Linked DNA regions of Gossypium arboreum: region 2 is linked to region 1. The links are chromatin contacts, called in public Hi-C maps. All regions are on one chromosome and are shown on one strand. The core of a region is the stretch at or near the end of the contact, and the rest is flanking DNA. Distances in the headings are between cores, read along the strand shown.

Region 1 (4,660 bases), core at 1,004-3,503:
CCAATATTGTCCCACTGTTTTTGGAAAAAGAGAGCGTGGAACCTATCGCTCCCTGGAGCTTTTAAAAGAGCCATGTCGAAGAGTGTCGTTTTGATTTCTTCATGTGACACATCTTTTCCTAGAAAATCTATGTCTGCTTGAGCCAATTAGAGAAAATGGTTGGGTGGTAAAACACTGCTCCTACTTGAGTTTTCTTCATAAAGCTTTTGGAAGAAACGTATTGCTTCAATTTGAACCTCACTTGGCTCATAAAGCCAATCCCCATTTGCATTACGTAAAGCATTAATGCAGTTAATCTTTCGTCTATGTAGGGTTCGTCCATGGAAGAATTTTGTATTTCTATCTCCCAATTTGAGCCAGTCGCATCTTGATTTTTGCTTCCAGAGTAGCTCCTCATGGTTGAGAATTTCTTCCAGTTCTTCTCTTAACTCTATTTCTTTTTGTGCTAGGAAGGTTGAGTTTGACTTCTCAAATGCATACTGTATCTTATTTAACTTTTGCGTTATCTCTCATTTTCGGGTTCCAATGTGCCCATAAGAGTCTTTGTTCCACTTTTTTAGGCCTATAGTAAGCTTTTCTAAAGTGAAAGTCATGTCCCCATTATAATCCCATAGATTAGAGATTGTACTGGAGAAATCTTAGTTGTGAACCCAGCCTGCTAGAAATCGAAAAGGTTGTCCTTTTAGTGAGCTAAAATCTGGGCATAAATCTACTAGTAAAGGTCGATGATCAGATTTTATTCTCATTAAATGTGTGACTAAGCACTTTGGGAATGTGCGGATCCACGCTCTGTTTCCTATTGCGCGATCAAGTCTCTCAAGTACTCCTCCTCTTTGCCATGTGAAAGAAGGTCCTCGAAATCTTAGATCATGTAAATCGTTAGTCTCAACAAATTTTCCAAATAAAGGACACCGTTTCCCATCAGAAGTTCCTCATTTCTTCTCATTTTTGGACAGAATAGACTTGAAGTCGCCAATCGCTAACCAAGGAATATTAGTTGTAGGGATAGTCTCCTTTAAGGCTTCCCACAAGAGAGTCATTTTCGTTTTATTTGAACTTCCGTAAACAAAGGCAATGACGACTGTATGGGTAGGGAAACCGTAGGATATTTGGGTAAGAATGAATTGGGGGTGGTTTTGGAGGATTTCAAGGTTGACGGAGGGTTTCCGACCAATCCATATTCCCCTTGAGAATCCTCTTACTTCAACTCAGTGTGAATACTGCGGTCCTAATTTTGCAATTACTTCGTCAGCTTTGCGCCCACTAACTCTTGGTTCTAAAAAGCTAACAATGTCTGGCTTATGCTCTCTATTATACTCTCTAAAAGTACGAAGGAATTTTTCATTCGCACATCCTTCGCAGTTCCAAGAAAAAATTGAGATGCTAGAGTTCATTGGTATTAAAGAAAAGAAATAATTTAAAACTACTACTTTGTCTCTATATTGTCTCCTGTTTTCCCAAATCCTCTAGGGATTTCATTTACGAGTCCTTGTTGGACTTGGGTTTGCAGTAATTCAACCATACTAATGATAGAATCAGATAGTGAGTTTTTTAAAGCAGAAACCTTAAAGGGGTTACCTTTTTCTTTGTTGACTTTGAGGTTTTTTACTTTCCGAGAATTTCTTGCTTTTAGGACGCCACGAGTTGCTGTTAATTCTGCATGGTGGAATCCTGTTTTGGCTCGATTCTTCTGAGTGTGCCCTTTGGTTGTAGATTGACTATCATCTTTAAAGAGAACTGCTGAATGCTTAGCAGCATCAAGAAAGCCTGATGTTGAAATCTTTATAGATTCTTGCATCGTTTGCAGGCTTGATTGGGCAGGGCAATCTTTGATAGTTTCTCCGATATTTTTTCCAGGATTTATTAAGTTGGAATGGTTGTCGTGGCTTGGAGACTCAATTATTGAAGATGGATTAGGGATGGATGGAAGATCCTGAGTTAATTTTTCCAGAATTTCTGTTTTGCTTAAGGAGTCCGATTCCTTTCTGTAATCATTCCTGGAATTTGAGACTGATCTTCCTATGTTTGATGCCCTAGATGTTGCTTCCATTGGACTTGATTGGATGCTGTTGACCTGGAGCTCCTGAAAGCCTGCAGCAATTTATTCAGAAAATAAATTGATTTTATTTTCGATTGCAGCTTTATCTTGTTTAACCCCATCTGTTACTGTTGCTAAACTCAGTGCTTGCTGCCGGACTGGGTTACGTGAAACCGCATTAATGGTCTCTCTTTTGTTAGAAATTAAATGCCCTTGTAGGTTTATTATATCCCCTTTCTGGCCTGGATTTTTGTTGGTCTAAGAGGAGTCTGTAGCTTGGGTTCTTAATTTTGACCCGTCAGTGTGGTGCGAGATTTGGTCCTTGTGCATAGGGCCATCCTTTCTTCCTGGACCCAACACGATAGGGCCTGGTTGGATATGTAAAGTACCACTTTCTATTTCCTCTTCATGGGCTTTGGAAGACCCATCGTCATCTAGGGTTTCCAACACCTGGAATCTTGAGTTCCTTTCTGCCCCGACTGTCCTTCCTCCGTCAACCTTCCGTCCTACTTTGCCAGTTTTTCTTGCCTTTTTTTCAACAAGCATCCACGGCCGTAGCCACCGCGACTGGAGTTCTCGTCTTTATTTTCCCTCATGGTGAGACTCTGTTTCGGTTTATCTCCTGGACTGCCTTCTCCAAATCCTTCTAATCCCTTCTCTCATTTGGGCCATATTTCTTTTGTGTGTCCATAGTGCCCACACTGGAAACACACCATTAGGAGTTGTTCATACTCGATTCGTTGAGTAAAACCATTGATCATAACATGAGAAATCAAGGGTTTGTCTAGATTAACGAAAACCGCCATCCTCGCAAATCTTCCTCTTACACCGTTATCGGTGTTGAAATCAAGCTTTACGACTTTTCCGATCGTCGCCCCGATTTCTCGTAGAACTTGCCATTTATACATATGGCCAGGTAATCTAGGAAGTCAGATCCAAACTATGACTGTGCTTGGGTACGGTTGAATGGGGTTGAAGTCTATAGTCCATGGTTATACTGTTAAGTACTGACCAAAAATAACCCGAGGCCCTTGGCACAACGCCTTCTCAAAATCTTCTGAGTTTTTGAATTTTGCTAGAAAATACCCGTTTTCCACGTCCATTAGCCGGAATGGTTGAGAGGGTTTCCAAAGCGAATTCACCTTTGTTTTGCAGTGCATTATAACCTATATTTCTCCCCAATAGTTTAATTACTAATGTGAATTCCATGTGTTTAATGAGGATTTGGTTGATTCGATCAGAAAATTTAATCGAAGCAATGCCATCGATTGTTGAACGTTCCACGTCTTCTTCCAATAACTCAAAGTCCTCATCTTCGTCCAAACCTATTGCGATTGTTGTTTTCTCATTCGAGTAAAGCCCTCTGCCCATCAGTCGGTCTTTCCAAGAAAGAGATTTTCCAATTTCTTGTGTAGCTTCCATTGCGACATCCTGATTTTCCTCGATTTCTCGTATTCTAACTTTCTTTGTTGATCTACTCGCTGGTTTGCCTTCATCATTGCCATCGCGTTCCGTAAGGTCCATCGTTTTCTGTTATACAACTTTAAAAATAAAGAATATTTAAATCTGGTAGTCTACTAATTAATTTTAATTGATGATGAGTTTATTAAAATTTAGGATTAATGTATAAAAGTTAATTCTCCAAATCAGTTTTAAGATTATAACCGCCTATAAATCGGGATTAGGTTTACTTAAAACCCTAAAATAAGGTATTATAATTTTAACGACCATTAAATTTAATTTCTTTACAAATAACACTTGAAGCCAATAATAAAATTTTAAAAAATAGATCCAAACTCAATCAAATAAAATTAAAAAATTTATTTATAAAAATTTCAAAGATTATAACTTTCAAAATTTAATAAATAAAATTCTTTTATTTGATCCAAAATAAAATTTTACATCTCTTTGTTTATCGCATGATATAATATAATTTAGGCATAATTATTATTATTTTTGGCCCTCTTAACTTTATATAAAAAGATCATTTTAGAATTTCATTTAAATTTTTTATCTTTTAACTTTTAAATTTACATTTTTGTCAAATCATCCAAAATGAATGAAAAATTTAGCTTCATTAATTTTGTTGACATAGCGACATACACGTGGATGACATATCAATATTTAATTAATTTTTATAATTTTTTTAATAATTAATGTAATTAAATTACATAAACTAATCAAACTGCTCAAACCAATTACTTGACCGATTCAACCACCGATTCAATTCTGAAAATTTTATTTAAAACTGAGGAAAGTAACTTAAAATAAGCTCTCTTTTTTTCCTTAATCTTCCACTCATCTTATAAATAAGCAATCAATATAAAAAATGAATAATCATCATGAACTCATAGAAATATGATCTGTTTTTCTTTTTTACCACGCTTGCTTCTAAGGAGGACATCCATGTCACACAAGGATATGTGCTCATAGTAAAAACAGGATAGGTTACCGTTCAATCAATTCAATTAAATAAAATATTATTAAAAATTCATAAAAGAAATTTTTTTTAAAAGAACTAATTCTACAGCTGATTCAATCGATTCATACCGGTTTACAAATTAATCAGTTTAATCTCTCTCTCCAAATTAGTATCCCAATCAATTTCTGATCCAATCAGTT
Region 2 (4,953 bases), core at 1,312-3,811, 250 kb before region 1:
GATAGGAGAGTTACGAACTCGACATGGTTCTTGGCTTTTCTCGATTTTTTAGTCAAACATCTACCACATTCGTTCTCTAATCACTACCTACTACTCATACACACCAATCAAGATGAAAAGAGATAGACGAAGCGTGGTTTCAAGTTTGAAGCGTGGTTTACTAAGGTGGAATCATGTAAAGAAGAAAGTAGGTAATTTTGGGAAGGCAACGATGGACATATAGCAGATCATCTCAATAAAATTAGAAAAGGTTTGCAAAAATGGGCAAATAGGTTAAGGCAAAAAGCAAAGGGAGTTTCAAGGAGGCTTCATGAGCGATTGAAATAGTTGAATGGGGAATAGCGAGATGATGATACAATTGGGGAGATGATCGATACAAAACTGTTTTTGAAAATAGAGATTGATAAAGAGGAAATTTATTGAGAGTAAAGGGCTCGTGCTAATTGGTTAAAGCTTGGTGATTAAATACAACTTTTTTTCATAGATTTGCTTCTTAACGACGAAGAACAAATCAGATTTGGGGTCTGAAAGGATTAGATGATCAGGTTGTTATTACTAAGGAGGATTTGGACAAGATTGCAAAAGAATACTTTCAAAGATTATTTACCCCCAAAGGTATGGGTAATCTTGAATGTATTTTGGTGGGAGTTAAACAAAGCATTTTAGATAACATGAATCAAATCCTCACGGTAGAATATAGTTTAGAGGAGATTTCTATGGCTTTGAAGTATATGGACCCAACAGAAGCATCGAGAGTAGATGGTTTACCTGCCCTATTTTTCTAAAGATATTGGCAAATTGTGGGTTCTGATGTTAGCCAATTTTTCAGGTTGTTCTTAATAAATGTACCTTTCCTGCATTTGTTAATTCTACACAGATTGTGCTTATCCTAAAAACTAAACATCCTGATAATCTGTTACATTTTAGACCCATCAGCTTATGTACTATAATTTACAAAATAATTTCAAAGACAGATGCAAATAGCTCCAAAAGGTGTTAGATGTTTGTATAGATAAATCTTAAAGCACTTTTATCCCAGGAAGACTAATTATAGATAATGTTTTGTTGGCTTATGGAATTTTCTATTCCTTTAAACAATGAAGAATGAGAATGAAAAGATATATTACACTCAAACTAAACATGAGTAAAGCTTATGATAGAGTTGAGTGGTCTTTCTTACGAGATATGATATTAAGAATAGGCTTTAAATCATCATGGGTGGATTTTATTATGTAATGTGTTACCATTATGTCTTATTCAATTTCTATAAATGGGGAAAATGGTTCATTATTCAAGCCAGAAGGAGATCTTCAACTGAGGGACCCAATTAGTCCTTACCTCTTTCTGATTTATAGTGAAAAGCTTTCATCTTTCTGATTTGATTATTAGGAAATTGCAAATAGATCAAGATGACAGATCTATTACAAGTGCCTACATTACGGACTCGAAGAAGATGAGTAAGAAGTTTGACAAATATTATTTTGAACATGAATTGAAGAAAGCAAATACCTTAGCACATATCATTACTACAGAAGGGATGAGAAGAGGAGAAAACACTTATCCGGAAGGAAGGGTCCCTGATTTTGTAGTAACAGAAGCGGAGCATGATAAAAGACGATGAGGAGAGCCAAGTCAAGAAACCGAGATGCTGAAAGAGCTGTGATGAAAATTGTGAAATCTTGATTTTGATTGTCTCTAATTTTTGGGTTTCTTGTTGGAAGAGAGGATAGGTTTTCTGAATGGGTTTTTAGTTCTGAAATGTCTTTTGTAAAATGGGGGGAGAAAACCCATCTTTTTAGGCTGGACTGTTTGGCTTCCCTAAGAGCTACATGTTTGTGTCAGTTTTTTTAATGTTTTTCTATATGCTTTTCAAATTAATAAATGAGTCCAACTAATTCTCAAAAAAATAAAAGTGAACATGATTTTTTGTTCGTTGATATTTTAATGAGAATAATTAACTATTTGGACTAACTATAAAAGAAGAGGGATTAAATTATACCAAATTGAAGTAGAGAGACTAAAACCCTAGTTTTAGCATGGTAAAGGACCAACGTAAGAGGCGTCCTAAAAAATTATAATTAAGTCCTTTAATTTCTTCTACAATTATACTTTAACTCTAAAACTTTTAAAACTTTTAATTAAGCCCCACAAAAGTTTTTAAAATATTAAAAAATTCATTAATTATTAAAAATTTTAATTAGATCTTTATTTCTGTGATTACAACCAATAACCAAATGCCATTCAATAAAGCAAACCATACATTAAAATTGAACCCAGTTGTCATTAGAAACAGAAGCGTGTTGGAATCTAATCCTATCTTTGTTGAAAGACAAAATGGTCCTACCACTCACAACCCATGGCATCTTTTTGCCTTTCTTTTTTTCTATATAAACCCACATTTGTTCAGTCTATACTTCTAATATCTTAGCCTAAAGGCATTAATTACATTATGAAGCCTCAAAGCCTCTCCGGTGATAATAATAGTAATAATAATTCAGTGATGGCTGAATCAAAGGGGAGGATGATGATCAGGGAAAGGGTGAAGCAAGCATGCGAGGCGGCCATGGATGCCATGGCTAAGAAAGGGGTTCAAAGAGGGCATAGGGTTCTTATTTCCAAAGAAATAGAGAGACAAAATAGGAGCCACTATGCTGATGAACCCATAAGAACCATGATGTTCTTGGGTTCTTGGAGCCACACCTAGCTAGCTTCTCTTCTATTTTTTTTTTTTTTATTATGATAATCTCTTGTAGAGTTGGAGTGTTTTCATGAAGATAGTGCAACTATATATAGGGTTTCTGATTTGTTAAAATAAAGGCCTAAAATATCAAGAGTTGATGGATTTAAAAGTATAAACTGTGGAAATAAATAAGGATATAAAACTATTGTTAATAATGAAGATGATGGTGGTGGTGGTCATGGTGATGAAATGAAGTGCTTTGTATAAGTTGTTGATGTCCTAATATATTTTTGCAAATTCCTTTTTGTGCCTTTTTGATCTGATAAAGTTAAAGAGGAGAGAAGGAATTTGTTTATTATAGATAATGGTACTTTATGAGAAACATTAGGTATTATCTTTAATTGAAAAAATGATTAATTTAGCTACTAAAGTTTATTTATTTTCTTACTTTGGTCTTAATTTTTTTTGTCACTTTAGTTTTAATTATTGTTTTATCATTTTAGTTCTTAATTTTCTAAATTTTGTACTGTTAAAATTTTATTAAACTATCAAAATTTTAATGACACTAACGAAGCAAATTGCAAGTGATAGTCTACATGTACTTTATTGCTAACATAAATAATTTGTTTGAATTTTTATGAACTTTAAAAAAATTGAATTCTTTAATCATTTTTCTTAATTTTTTGAAAATTTATAAATTATATGAATTACCAATCAATAATGTCAGTGCCGTTAAAATTTTCATAGTCCAAACAACTTTTACATTTAAGAAAATGTAATTGGACTAAAATTTGAAGGTCAATGGTCAAAATGACAAAAGAAGTAAGCATTAAAGGTTAAATTTATTATTATGTATTTTTATTTTTAAAACGTGTAATTTAGTATATTTATTTAGGTTAAAATCCACTCTATTACTTTTTCATCCATTAATATCTAATACCATAATTATCATAATACATATGTGTAAGACACATGCAGAACTGATCTATTAAATGTAAAACTTGTGAAGGGTAATTAAATATATATTGAATATTAAATTATGATTTTGTATGATACTGGAATTAACAATTATTTAATTAATGTAGTTAAGATGACTTTCATCAAATCATATAATAAACATGTTCATGTTATTAAAGTTTCACATGTGGTATCACATCTTATAAATTTTATAAATGTATAATTAGTGGTATCACATCTCAGGAGTTTTGAGATTCAAGCTTTTAAGTTAGTGTAATTTTTAGTTATAATTATAATTGTGTTTGTTTGTTGTATTAATCTATGTTGATTGTAGTTATACGAATATTATAATAATTGAATTTGTAATTTTAGATAAGAAAATATTTAAATTTAGTTTGAAATATATTTTTAAAATTGAAAGGAAAATAATTAAAGAGTAAATTTTATAAAATTTCAAAAATAAATAATATTTTAGAAAATAGTTAAAAAAAATATACATAAATTTTATTTTATAATAATAAAAGAAATCATATTTTATCATGTTTGATAGTTTTACTTTTAAAATGTAAAATTTCATATATTGATTTATATTAGAAGTCGTGTAAATTTATATATTCTCTGTCTGCAAATAATAAGATGTCACTAATTAAAAGAAATAAAAAACTATATTTATTTTCTATTATTTCTAAAATAATTTATTAATTTATGATTGATGTGTTTTAATATAGTTTATTTACACATTATGAATTTATATAGAGATAATGCATCAAATATAAACTTTTTATACATATATTAATTATATTTTATAAGATGATATGATATTCAAAATTTATATGATAACATGACTTGCAATCAATCATACGTTGATGCTAAGGGATAGACAGGGTGTTGGCTCTCCTAAAATGAAAATTTATTATTTTAGTCCCTTAAAAATTTACTTAATAGTAAAAATGTATTGACTCTCAAAAATGATTTTTTTTTTAATTTAAACTCTTTAAAATTCTAAAATAACGAACATATATAAAGATAAAATTATATTTTAACCCTTTTAATTTTGTCCCCAAAGATAAATTTTTGGCTTCGTCCTTTACAAAGAGATAAGTAATGGCCAAATAATGGGTGTTGTTGTGGGGGAGAAGTAAACATTGTAGGATTACCTGTTTCATTGCCGCTGCTGAGGGCAGCTCATTCACTCAAGCTAACATTACTATTGCACATACAAGCTATGACGGTAGCTGATTATTTTCTCAATTTTTAGCTGCACACCTTTTAAATTATTCTGTTTTGGCCTAACCAAGTAATATATTCGATTATGC

Evidence for each region. Hi-C and Micro-C count contacts between places; a contact is called where the count stands out from the background.
Region 2: a Hi-C map of leaf shows a contact between it and region 1, with 2.7 times the contacts expected there. The contact joins the enhancer-like site here to the promoter of LOC108458175 in region 1.

Annotation. Positions count from the first base shown.
Region 1 is chr8:124,811,407-124,816,066 of ASM2569848v2, reverse strand. LOC108458175 (phytochrome A-associated F-box protein) reads right to left here and starts at 2,253. Exons shown (of 3, transcript XM_053031537.1): 1 at 1,579-2,253.
Region 2 is chr8:125,064,124-125,069,076 of ASM2569848v2, reverse strand. No RefSeq gene overlaps it. Among protein-coding and RNA genes, the nearest start is that of LOC108460634, 13 kb to the right of the region's middle. Within about 2 kb of position 2,561, at least 2 of the 2 cell types and tissues checked have an H3K27ac peak or open chromatin away from gene starts, as enhancers often do. A contact at or near this core is called in leaf, where this site is marked.